4 separate regions of the Gossypium hirsutum genome follow, and all the other regions are linked to region 3. A link is a contact called in public Hi-C data. All regions are on one chromosome and are shown on one strand. The core of a region is the stretch at or near the end of the contact, and the rest is flanking DNA. Distances in the headings are between cores, read along the strand shown. Region 1 holds the start of LOC107888756 (guanosine deaminase). Region 2 holds the start of LOC107888682 (protein translocase subunit SecA). Region 3 holds the start of LOC107955925 (serine/threonine-protein kinase EDR1). Region 4 holds the start of LOC107888657 (kinesin-like protein KIN-14U).

The links. A called contact is a pair of places that touch in the nucleus more often than the background predicts.
Region 1: a contact with region 3 is called in a Hi-C map of leaf, with 2.3 times the contacts expected there. The contact joins the promoter of LOC107888756 here to the promoter of LOC107955925 in region 3. A contact is called at or near these places in 2 of 34 Hi-C or Micro-C datasets (both in leaf).
Region 2: a Hi-C map of leaf shows a contact between it and region 3, with 2.4 times the contacts expected there. The contact joins the promoter of LOC107888682 here to the promoter of LOC107955925 in region 3. A contact is called at or near these places in 7 of 34 Hi-C or Micro-C datasets (anther, callus, fibers and 1 more).
Region 4: a Hi-C map of leaf shows a contact between it and region 3, with 1.9 times the contacts expected there. The contact joins the promoter of LOC107888657 here to the promoter of LOC107955925 in region 3. A contact is called at or near these places in 9 of 34 Hi-C or Micro-C datasets (callus, fibers, hypocotyl and 1 more).

Annotation. Positions count from the first base shown.
Region 1 is chrA11:109,403,449-109,406,183 of Gossypium_hirsutum_v2.1, reverse strand. It overlaps LOC107888756 (guanosine deaminase), which reads right to left and starts at 1,457. Exons shown (of 5, transcript XM_016812952.2): 1 at 1,130-1,457; 2 at 698-757. The coding sequence starts at 1,145.
Region 2 is chrA11:110,057,838-110,060,832 of Gossypium_hirsutum_v2.1, reverse strand. LOC107888682 (protein translocase subunit SecA) reads left to right here and starts at 1,533. Exons shown (of 5, transcript XM_041081705.1): 1 at 1,533-1,852; 2 at 2,007-2,155; 3 at 2,362-2,523. The coding sequence starts at 1,633.
Region 3 is chrA11:109,716,857-109,719,987 of Gossypium_hirsutum_v2.1, reverse strand. It overlaps LOC107955925 (serine/threonine-protein kinase EDR1), which reads right to left and starts at 1,703. Exons shown (of 13, transcript XM_041081701.1): 1 at 1,178-1,703. The coding sequence starts at 1,627.
Region 4 is chrA11:110,106,294-110,109,035 of Gossypium_hirsutum_v2.1, reverse strand. LOC107888657 (kinesin-like protein KIN-14U) reads left to right here and starts at 1,381. Exons shown (of 11, transcript XM_016812835.2): 1 at 1,381-1,646; 2 at 1,984-2,298; 3 at 2,384-2,467; 4 at 2,553-2,714. The coding sequence starts at 2,076.

The DNA.
Region 1 (2,735 bases), core at 208-2,707, 310 kb after region 3:
CCCGAACCCATGGCTAACACCTATGTGCAATACATATCTAGATATGGATATGAACTCATCCTCAAGTCTGGGTAACATAGATCAAAACAGCATATCTAAGCAACATACCAGATCAACAATACTGATAACCATCACCATGATCCATAAACTCTGACATAGATTCTTTATTTTTCCTAAACCTGTGTCCAACACCTATGTACGACACATACCCGGACATTGATATGCGGTCATCCTCAAATCCAGGAAACATAAATTAACACGGAATATCTAAGCAGTATACCACATCATCAATGATAACCATCAGTATGATCCATAAACTGTGACACAGCTAAAAGCCATCACATAACACCTACGTTATTTCTACTCTTCGTTTTTCCTAAACCCGAGTCTAACACCTATGTCCGACATATGTTCAGACTCGCCCCAGGTAACATAGATTAACACAGCATATCCAAGCAATATACCAGATCATAAATATCAGTCTGATCTATAAAATGTGACAGCTAAAAAAGTAAACCATAAGATATGTGTATTGAAGGAAGTAAATCTCCATTACTATACTAAAACAATAGGCAAAATTCAATGAATGAAAAAGAATATCTTGAATCTACCGAAATAATTCTAATGGTAGCAACTATGAAGAGGCCATTTAATATTAGCTTTTTAACATTAAATCCTATGAAAAGTTGACAATTACCTTCTTGATGACCAGGAAAAGCAGAGGCAACGGAAATGGTTCCTTCTTTAGCTTCCAACACTGTTTTTTTTTTAAATAAAAATAAAAAGAAACATTAATATTACAATTAATTATTCACAAAATAAGATTGAAAATTGAGACACATAATATTCTTCAAATGCATGCATAAAACCTAAAAACTATAATTTAAAACAAATTGTGGAAAAAGTGAGTTCCTTTTTTACTTCCAGGCATTCACAAATTCAATTGATCTGTCTAATACTAAAACTAGAAATGCAAAGCGAAGTGGAAAAATTCAGTTCTCTCAGATTCTGGAAAAGTAACAATGAAATTTTCATGAAAGATGAAAAAAAAAAGAGAAAGAAAGGATTAAAGATCAAGAAAACAAAATCTTAAAAAATATAAAAACAAAACCCAGAAAGAAAAGCATACCCTTTGCCTCTTCCATGATGAGAAAAAAAACAGAGAAGAAAATTGAAACGCTGGGTTAAGGAAAGGCAAATGGGGGTAGTCAACAGAATATGGGAAAAAGAGAAGATAAAATGTGAAAGAGAGAAAGATAGGAGAACCAGCAAGGCTTGTTCACGTAATTATATAGGAATGTATATTTATATGTAATATATATTATTAAATATTAAATAAGACTCATGGAGGAGAAAATTAAAAATAAAGAGTTACAAAGGAAAGGGAAAAGGAAAAAATTCAAGTTGCAGAAAAAACACATGCAATATAATAAAAGACAAATGGGAATCTCTTTTTTATCTTGGGGCTGATTCAGTTTATTTGTTTTCTTTTCAATGCCCTTTTTTTTAAAAAAAATTATATTTTCCTATGGGAGTCTATGTTTTTTTTTTTTTTTTTTTTTTTGGTTTTCCTGAAAGCACTTATAGGAGTCTCCAGAGTTGTTTGTGATGGGTTATTTTTAGGCTGTTCTCAACCACTAACTTCTTTTTGAACTATTTCTATTTTGTTTTTAAGGTCAAATCTAAAAGCTAAAATAAATATATTAAAACGTTTTAAATTTTATTTTTATTATATTTAAATAAATATTAATTTATTAATTTATAAGTTGTAGGATCGATTTAATTTGTATCATGTTTTCAAAATTATAAAAATAAATTTATTTGTTTAAGTAAATATATGAAAGAATTTTAAAATTTGTAGATAATTTCAGGGGGGGTTAATTTTCACCAAACTTGGTGGTGTTTAAAAGTCATAATTACTTATTTATCCTTTTAGCTTTATGAAAAAATCATTTTACTCATTCCTTTAATTTATTATCCATTTTAGCTCTTAAACTTATTTTTTGTCATATCACCTAAAAATAAATAAAAAATTATTATTATTTTAATTTTATTAATGTGATCCATGCAAGCAATTAAATATTTTTAAAATTGTAAAAATTAAAAAATATATAAAAAGTATTTTAAAATTTTAATTAATTGCTAACGTTGTATACACATAGCAATCAACATGTATGACGTCATCAAAATTAACAAACATTAACTTTTCCATCTATTTTAGGGTGATTTGACAAATAATACAAATTCAAATGTTAAAAAGATGAAAAATTAAATAAAAGGTTAAAATAACTTTTTTTATAAAGTTGGAGGATCAAAAAATTCATTATGCCTTTTCAGAATTACTCATATTTCTATTCCATTCAAAATTCATTATTATTTATTTTATTTTATTAAAACTATTTATAAAAATACAATTAAAATGATATCCATCTTGGATATTTTTATATTATTTATTTTTAATATAATTAGTTTTTTTAAAATTCTAATAACCTATTTTTTTTTCTAAATCAATTATTTATTTGAATAAAGTAATTGTAAATGTTAGTGTTTTGAACTAATGAATTCTAAACAGTTAATATTTTAAAATTTTTCATCCAAACATGCTGTTAGGATCTGTTTGAGTAAGGAATTTGTAGGAGAGATTTATTTTTATGAAGATTTTCAAAATTCTAAAAAATAATTTACTTGTTTGTTGAATATATTAGTGAATTTCAAAATTTGTGGATAATTCCACT
Region 2 (2,995 bases), core at 284-2,783, 340 kb before region 3:
ATTTTTATTTTTAGGATTTACAATAATTTTCCTAGTAAAAATATAAGTTAACAGAGTATATATTTTAACTAGGAACCAAATACATGAGTCTTGAGTTTCTTTCAAATAATAAGTCATTTTTGTCAGGCCAAATGACTCAAAGGAAACATAAATGGTCTAAAATGTGTATATCAATTATAGGCTCATTCGCGTTGTCCATGACATTTGGACAAAGAATCTTAAATTTTTTGAGATTTTTAAAATATTAACATTATAGAATTTATCAATTCTAAAGGTAAGAATTGTAATTGCTTTGTTAGGATAAATAATTGATTTAGAAAAAAATAAAGTTGATGAAATTTTACAAATAAAAGAATAATTATAAAAAAGAATAATTATATTAATAATAAATAATATAAAAAAGATCCAATATAGATATTCTTATATTTGTAAAAATTTATAAATAGTTTTAATAAAATAAAATTTTAAATGTATATTATATTAAATAAAAATAAATTTTGAAGTTTAAGTTTTTATCTTATCCTTTAAAAAAAATCGTACTAAAAGAAACATTTTCTAATCTTTCTATAACTTTTATTAATTTTTATTTTTTATCATTTTCACCACATGTTACGATGTGTTGGGACACGTGATGCTTTAATTGAAAAAAATTGGGAGTCATTAACTTCAACAGTCAACAGCTAAAGTTAAAGTTTAAAGGAATTTTTTGATGTATTTTATGATTTTTATAAAATTTTACATTTTTTTTACAATTTTTATAATTTTTTCAAAGTTTTAATATTTTTTATTAAATATAATAATTTTTATTGATTTTTATTTTTTACCGCATGCCACATCGTGATTATGACTCACGATGATTTTAATTAAAAAAATTAGGGACAATTAATTTTAATGGTCAACTGTTAAAGTTAACAGTAAAATAGTCTTTTTTTTATGCATTTTGAAAATAGAAATACACAATTGAATGCAAAAAAAAAAGGAAAAAAAAGGGCTTAATTGCTTTGTTTGAAAAGGTTTGAGGGCCTTTTAAAGCATTTTGAAAGTTTCAAGTATCTAATTGAGTGAAAAAAAATAATGGCTTAATTGTTTTTTTAAAAAATGATGGCTTTTTACAACTTTAATTCTTTTTTAAAATTATATTTTTTCAGTTTTTTCAAAATATTTAATAATTTTAAAATCCTGAAAAATCTATTTATTTTTAAAATTTTTAAAATTCAAAAAGCTTGAAATTTTTTTAAAGATTTTTCATGATTTTTTAAATAGGGGAATTACCCGATTTTGTTACGTGGCATAATCCTGACATGTCATGTAACGAAATTAATGGAAGTCAAGGGATTACACAGAAATTGATTTTTTGAGTCGTAATTGATATCTTATATTCGATTAAGGGCTCAACTGAATGTTATTTTCGATTGAGGGTTTAATTGATTATTAAATTATTTTACAGGGACTTTTTTATATATTAAGAATTAAACTTCTAACTCTACTAAAGTAATCCAAGATTTATTTTACTCAGAACGCAGTGTTTCAGCGACTATAAGAGTTAAAATAAAGGATCAAGAGCATCTATATCGTCTATTTCATTGATAAACCTGGGAAACTTGGCAGAACTTCCCATTTTTTCCATAGATAATGCTTTCTTCTAGATTCGTAAACAGCATTTCCAAGAGAAACTTCATTTCTTCTGGATACAGTTACCCCGAACGTCACTTGATTTTATCACAGCAATGTCCGATCTTCACCACGTCACCTGTCCACTCCTCATGGATGGACTCGATCAAAGAGGTCTTCACCGGCAAGAAGACCTCTCCAGATGATCATGTAACCAGTGCCGAATCCTTCACTCTCCTCCGTGAGTCATCTCCTGACCATCACTTTCACTTTAGCTCATTTACCTGGGTTTCATTTAGTTGTAGTTCCCTTTTTTTTTACTACTATTAATTCACATTTTTGTTTTTGAAATTTTAAAATTAATTTGATAATACTACTTAATGTTATTACTTTAGGATTTGCCGATGAACTGGAGAATGCTAGAAATGTAGGGAAATTTAAGCAATACATAGTTGGTAGAACCAGCGAGGCTACGTTTGAGGATGTTTTTGAGAAAAAATTAGCCATCGTTAGGTATCTTGGAGGTTGTGAGCCGACCGGCGAGGTTGTTTTCTAGTTTTCCTCTCAAATTTATTTTTATGAATTTTCTTCTTTTTTTTGCTTTATTATATTATGTTAAATGTGTTCTCAGTTGAGTGGCGAATTTGTTGGTTGTTATTGATGCTGATTTTATTTACGTTTATGGTTGGAGCCCTGCGGGTGAATTCGCTGATTGTGGATTTAGATTTTGACTTCTTTTTTTTTTTTTAGAATCTCCAACTGAGTCAAAAGAAAGAAGCTGCAAAACAATGTGATTGTACTTTATTAGATGTTGAGAATGCTCTTGCGAAGTTCACATGGGCTAAAGAAGTTCATAAGAAGATGGTTCAGCTGAAAGAGGAAGGCAAACCGATGCCAAAGAACTTTGCTGAGGTAGGTTCACCAGTGGTTTTTTTCAGTTATGTTTTTGCTGATCATTTGTTGGATGATTAAAATGTATGAGCTAGTGTCTTTATGCTTATCGCTCAATTTGTCTGATCTTAAATTCTCTAAGTTAATGTATCTTTGTCTTTTGGCTGCTGCTCGGTGAATATGACGTTGAATGTAGGATAAGCTATTTGAAAGATAAGTAAGATATTTGTCTAAGAGGGTAGGGGAGTTGGTTATGCATATTATCTGAATCAAAATGATGATTTTACATCTTGTTATTCAGACTATAGTTTGAGTGTCTGATATATATGTTTGACACAGGTGTGTTATGTTCATTTTTTGTCAAAGTTTTTTCATGTATTTGGAGGATTTCTAGAGGATTATATCCCTATATTCGTTCTGGTCCGAGACTTGCATCAAACATGGATGCATAAAGGAAAAGAAAGAGTCGAACTAACATAGAGTTACTGATGGT
Region 3 (3,131 bases), core at 454-2,953:
AGGGGGGGGGGGTTTCCAAAAAGTAAGTTGCTAAGGCTTAGCATCAATCCAAATCTAGTTATAGAAGCAGTCAAAATGTATTTGGATTTTTTTTAAAAGAAATCATTGATCCAAGCATTGGAAAAAGCTGCAAGTCAGCATGAGTATAGGCCAGACAACAAACATCAACTAAAGCAAAACAAGACATGTAAAAAGGCCATGACTAAGAGCACATAGAAACATGCTATCAAAGACAATTTAAATGGATTCTCTTCGGCTTATAAAATGATTTCTGCTAACATTAAAATCCTTCAAGGTCTCCAAGCTTCTGATTAAACCCTGAAATTTGTAACACTGACCATTACAAAAGAAATCTAAGTGATAGCTGCTTCACCAGCTTACCCTACACGGTTTAGCAAGAAGCAAAACGCTTACAGTAACTGGCCTAATATGACCAATTCCAAACTGTAACACCAGCAAAGTCAAATGCTAACCATAAAAACTAAAGCTCATTCACAAGAACGCACCATGGTTCAGTTTCCAGGTACTTCATTCCTAGTTAGAAAACCATCAAAGCTCAAATTTTGATTATAAAAAATACGATAAAATGTATATAAACTACCATAATTCTTGTGGAAACACATATTAGTTCAAGCTTTTTCACAAAAATTCACCATATATGAGAATCCAAAATAAAGCTCAAACCATAGCTCGTGCTAATCAATCAATCCAAAGATGAATCAATAGCAGAAACTAAACGCCCCTGATCCAGGCCACTCACTTTAATTAGATTTACCAAAATTTCAGTTCAACCCTCAAAAAAAGTATCAAGCAAAAGAAGACATAAAACTCCTATAAACCATCAAAACCTAAAGGTAGACGCTCTTCCCAGCTTGTCCACCACAATTCACAAGAAGCAAGAGTCCAGAGTAACCTACTTCATGATCAGATACAAAACAGTTGAAATAAAAACAATTCACTATTGACTTCCATTTCTCCAGTAAAAGCACAATTAATTCGAGCTTTTCCACATAAATTCAATACAGTAACTAGCCCTAATTAAATAGTCCGAAACTTAGCCAGCTGAATCAACTACAAAAAGCAAAATTCTAGCTCATTCAGTCCAATTCGACCTACCAAAATTCCAATTCAACCTTCAAAATTATTAAAAAACACACACACACAAAAAAACACATACCCAATACTGCCTGGCTAAGACCTCGGCTGCCACATCATCTTTATCCCTCCCTACCCCCAAATCCATCCGATGATGACTCCCTAAACTCAAAATAGCCGTTTCTCGGATCTGATCCTTCTTCGGATCCTCCGAATTCGAAGCGCTTATAGCTAGGGCTAACTGAACCTGAAACTCTTCCTCCGATAACATATAATCTCGATTCGTCGCAGTCACCGTCGATGACGGCGTAATCAAACCCGTGCTCGAGGTTACAGGCACAGTCGCCGCGGTCACCGGGGACGATGACGCACTAGTTGTAGTAGGAGGACTCGCCGGAGAGTTCTCGGACGCTGCGCGTTGATTATCAGCGGGATCGTTACTGCTTCCTATGTGCAGCTTCTTAAAAATGTGCTTCATTTTTTCTCGTTTCTTCATCTTCTTCACTTTCTCAGTTTCCTCGCTTTCTCGCATTTTCTCTCTCACTTTCTTTTCTTTACTTTTTTTTTTTCGAAGGGTCAACGTAATGTCGGAAACAATAGGAGGGAAACTTAGAGGAATGGTATTGCTGTATGTATATATAGTAGTCTTGGTGGGTAATAATACGGCTTGTCCTTGAGAAATATCTACGAAATTGCCATTTATAATCTTTTCCTACACGCGCATTCGTTTGACGATGTTCAAGTGAAGGAAACCAATGGAAATAAGACACGCTGGCATTGAGTTTTGCATACTTGGAGTGGAGGGTCATAATGTTTTTTAAATTGGATAGATGATCAAATATTCAAATTTACCTCTTCATCAATTTGATTCATTCAATCGGTTTAATTGGTTCAATTAAAAATTTATTTAAAACTTGATCACCGACTCAATCAATTTGACTATAAATTTAATCGACTTTTAGTTAATTTAATCAGTTTGTATCAAATTTCAATTTAATCAATTCAAAAATAACTTTTGATTCAGTTGATTCAAATTTCAATTTAATCAAGTTAAAATTTTGGTCAAATTTTGTTCTTGGTCTCTCTAATATGTATAAGTTGTAAATTTAATTTTTATATTTTGATTTGATATTTTTAAATTTTTTTATATTTTTTGAATTTTTAAATTTTAGTCTTGACTAAAATGACAATTATTTAATTCATCAAGTTAAATGTTGTTATTTTAAAAACATTATACAACAAATATATTATCATAGGTGTAATGTCAAGCCATCTTACTATTTTCATATAATGCTTATAAAAAAGTTGCGTTATTTCATTAATGGACTTAAAGGCTATTGCTTTTAATCATATTGGAATTTCAAAATTCAAAAAGTATAGGGACTAAAAATTATCAAATTAGAAAATATGGATTAAATCCACAAATTATATATGGTATGAGACTAATAGTAGATTTAACCTAATAAATTGAACAATTACCTTTTGAATTAATATTAAAATTTTAAATTTAAAAAATACATGGACTAAAATTATCCAAATAAGATACATAGACCAAATCTGTAATTTACATGTACTACAATGATTATTATCATAATTTGACCTAGAAATAATACATAAATTTTGATTTTTTTACGATTTAGAGCTTATTTGATAACTTATTGAAAAAATCAAATCAACTGAAAATTAATATTTTAAGGGATTTTTCAAGCACTTTGATAATCCATAAAAAATAAAATATAGAACTTTTTCAAAGAAAAAATGTATAAAATGATAAAGAAGATAATGAGTCACCTATCACTTAATGTATTTTTTCAGTTATTTTATTTTATTTTGTTTCTTTAAATATTATCCAAATGCTTTGTTTTTAATTTTTTAAAATTGTATTTATCAAATAGTCTAATTATATTCCATACTTAGTATACCAAACATATTTTAAGGGTGTGTTTGGACATTACAAAGAAATTGAAGTAACTACGTTCTCTTATAATTATAAAGAGTTTTAATTTCTTAGAAGTCATTGGCTAATAAAATGTAAT
Region 4 (2,742 bases), core at 132-2,631, 390 kb before region 3:
TTTCAACAATCCCAAAAGTAGTACTCCGCCCATTATTACATCTTTACCGTTAACGGCAAGTTTTTAGGTTCTCTGTATAAACCGTCAGAAAAAATAATTGTTCAATCTTTTTGTAACCAAAAAAAATACCTTCCCATCTTTAACCTTTGTCCAATCAAATTTGGCCACGTTGTAAGAAACAATGACAGTTACAGACATGTTTGTGTTTTGTTCCAGTAGTTCGTAATTAAATATATATATGTATTATAAAAATGTTCATTGCATCGTAGCAGACTTCAATTCAAAATGTTTTATATATTTTACCCAAAAAGGTTATGTTGAATTTTTGAATTGCTTATATAAAATTCAATATAATTGTATATGGATTGAGTTAGAAGATGGATATAGTGAAGGTTAAATAAATTTGAAGGGTGATTTTATAATTTCAACTATTTTTCCATATTTAAATTAATGTAAGTGCTTTTATCGTAAAAATAAGAATTTGAAGTCACAAAAATAGAGATGAAAAACATGTATACATAGTGGATTAGTTTTGTACCATCTTTGCTTAATATTATTAATGTTTGAGGGTTAACATTTATATCTTGAAATTAGTGTCACAAATTAATTAGGTATGACTAATAATGATATATATATAAAACATAATCTAAAGTCTCGTTTAGTTTTAAGACACATTTTTATAAATATATTTTTTACACTCACATTGTAAATATGTTATAATTTAGTAATTAATATTTCAGTAGGACGATGTTCATTTGTATCATATTTACATTACACTTATAACTTCTAAATTATTATATATTTATATAATATTTTTAAGAGAGAATCTATTTATACCGAGGTAGAACTAAAATAATTTTTCACTTTTTTTGTATATTTTTATACTATTAATATTTTAATATTCCAACAGTTAAACGACTCAATATCTTTATTATATTAATCTAAAATATTATATATATATATATTAATAAATATAGAACGGTTAAATTTTTTTTACATAAACTATATAATTAAAAATTTTAAATTTACGTCAAATTTGACTTACATAATCTATATAAAAGAAATATAAAATATGACGATTAGATCATTAAAATATACTTTTTTTTTAAAAAAAATCCAAAATCGTGGATAGTTACATGTCATCAAATTTTTTTCACTTCATACTCTGACCGTGGAGGGATCCAATCCAAGTTCCTTCACTTTCAGTTCAGTCAAACAATTGAGATATAACTTCTTATTCCAATCTTGCTCCTCCGCCCCTCACACTCCTCCCTGAAATGACAATAACTAAATAAATAAAATTACAGTTTTGATCTTTAGATCTGGACCAACCAATACTTATTCTTACATTATATATATTTTAACATGTTCTTTTTTCAATAAACAAGCTTAAAAAAGCTTCATTTAAACAATCAGACTCCAAAGATTTATTCACTATTCCATCATTTATATTAACTGATGGTAAAACCAAAATTTCCTTTTTCCTTTTTCTGTGATTTCTCAAAATTTTCTCTTTGTGTTTGAAAATTCCAGCTCTCCCACTGTTGACTTTAAGCTCATCTTTCTCTTGCATGAAAGTCCAAGCCTTCATAATTACTACGGGCAACATTTTTTCTTCTTCCTGTTTTTGGGTTTTATTTAACACAGTAAGATAGCTATAAAGTTGTTCTCTTTTGATTATTACAAGCTTTATTGATCTTTGGGTTTATCAGATTTTGTGCCATAGTCCAAACTTAGCTTTTTAGGGTTGTTTTTAGACAAAAAAGATTCTGGGTTTCTTTTTAAAATTTTAATTTCTTCTACAACCTAAATATAGATCTTTAGCTGGTTTTAGTTGTTTCTCCTTCTTTTTTAAAATCTAAGCTGTTTCTCTATTACTTTTTTGTACTTTTGCCAACTTAAGACGTTTCTTAAATAGAAAAAGTAGAACCTTTGAGTATTTACTTCTACTTTTTTATAGTTATTATTATCATTCATTTCCAGAAAATCTATTTGGTTGTTGCTGTGTTCTGAAGGCAAGAAAAAGTGTTGGTTTATAACTGCAAAAGGGGGTTGGATTGTTTGGTAAAAGAAAAATGTTGATTAGTAGTGAAACAGAGGAAATCACTTTGCCTTCAAATGAAGTTAAAGAGTGTTCGACATCATCTCCAGTAGGATCAAGTCCTGATTCCCTTAATGGATTGCCCCCACCACCAGATTTGCCTGATTCTCCATCACTGTCCACCATTTTCTGTGATGTCAATGTGGTTCCTGAGCATGAAAAGAGCCAGCTTGAGCAGTCTATACACAAATTACAAGGTAAAATTTTGAGCTTTTTCATATTAAGGATTGAGGTTATTGTATTGATTTCATTAACATATGCTTGTTTTAAATTTTTTTTTAGGTGAAATTGCTGAATTGAGGTTAATCCTAAGGTCAATAGATGAGAAAAGGAGGGAAACGTTGAATAAGATAATAGACATCAAAGGTAAATTATCGTCTTGTTGTTGTGTTAAGAACATTAGCTTGTGTGTTTATTCTGTTTGGTTTTAAGGATTGGTGTCAATTTGCAGGCACCATTAGAGTGTTTTGTCGAGTTAGGCCTTTCCTTTCGACAGACAAGAGACGAACCCTGGAACCTATTTCGAGTGAACTTGATCGGGTTATCGTCACATCAAGTGGAAGTCGAAAAGAGTTTGGATTCGATAAGATTTTCCATCAAGAAGCTAATCAAGGTTAGCTTCAGATTTTACTCGGTTTTCC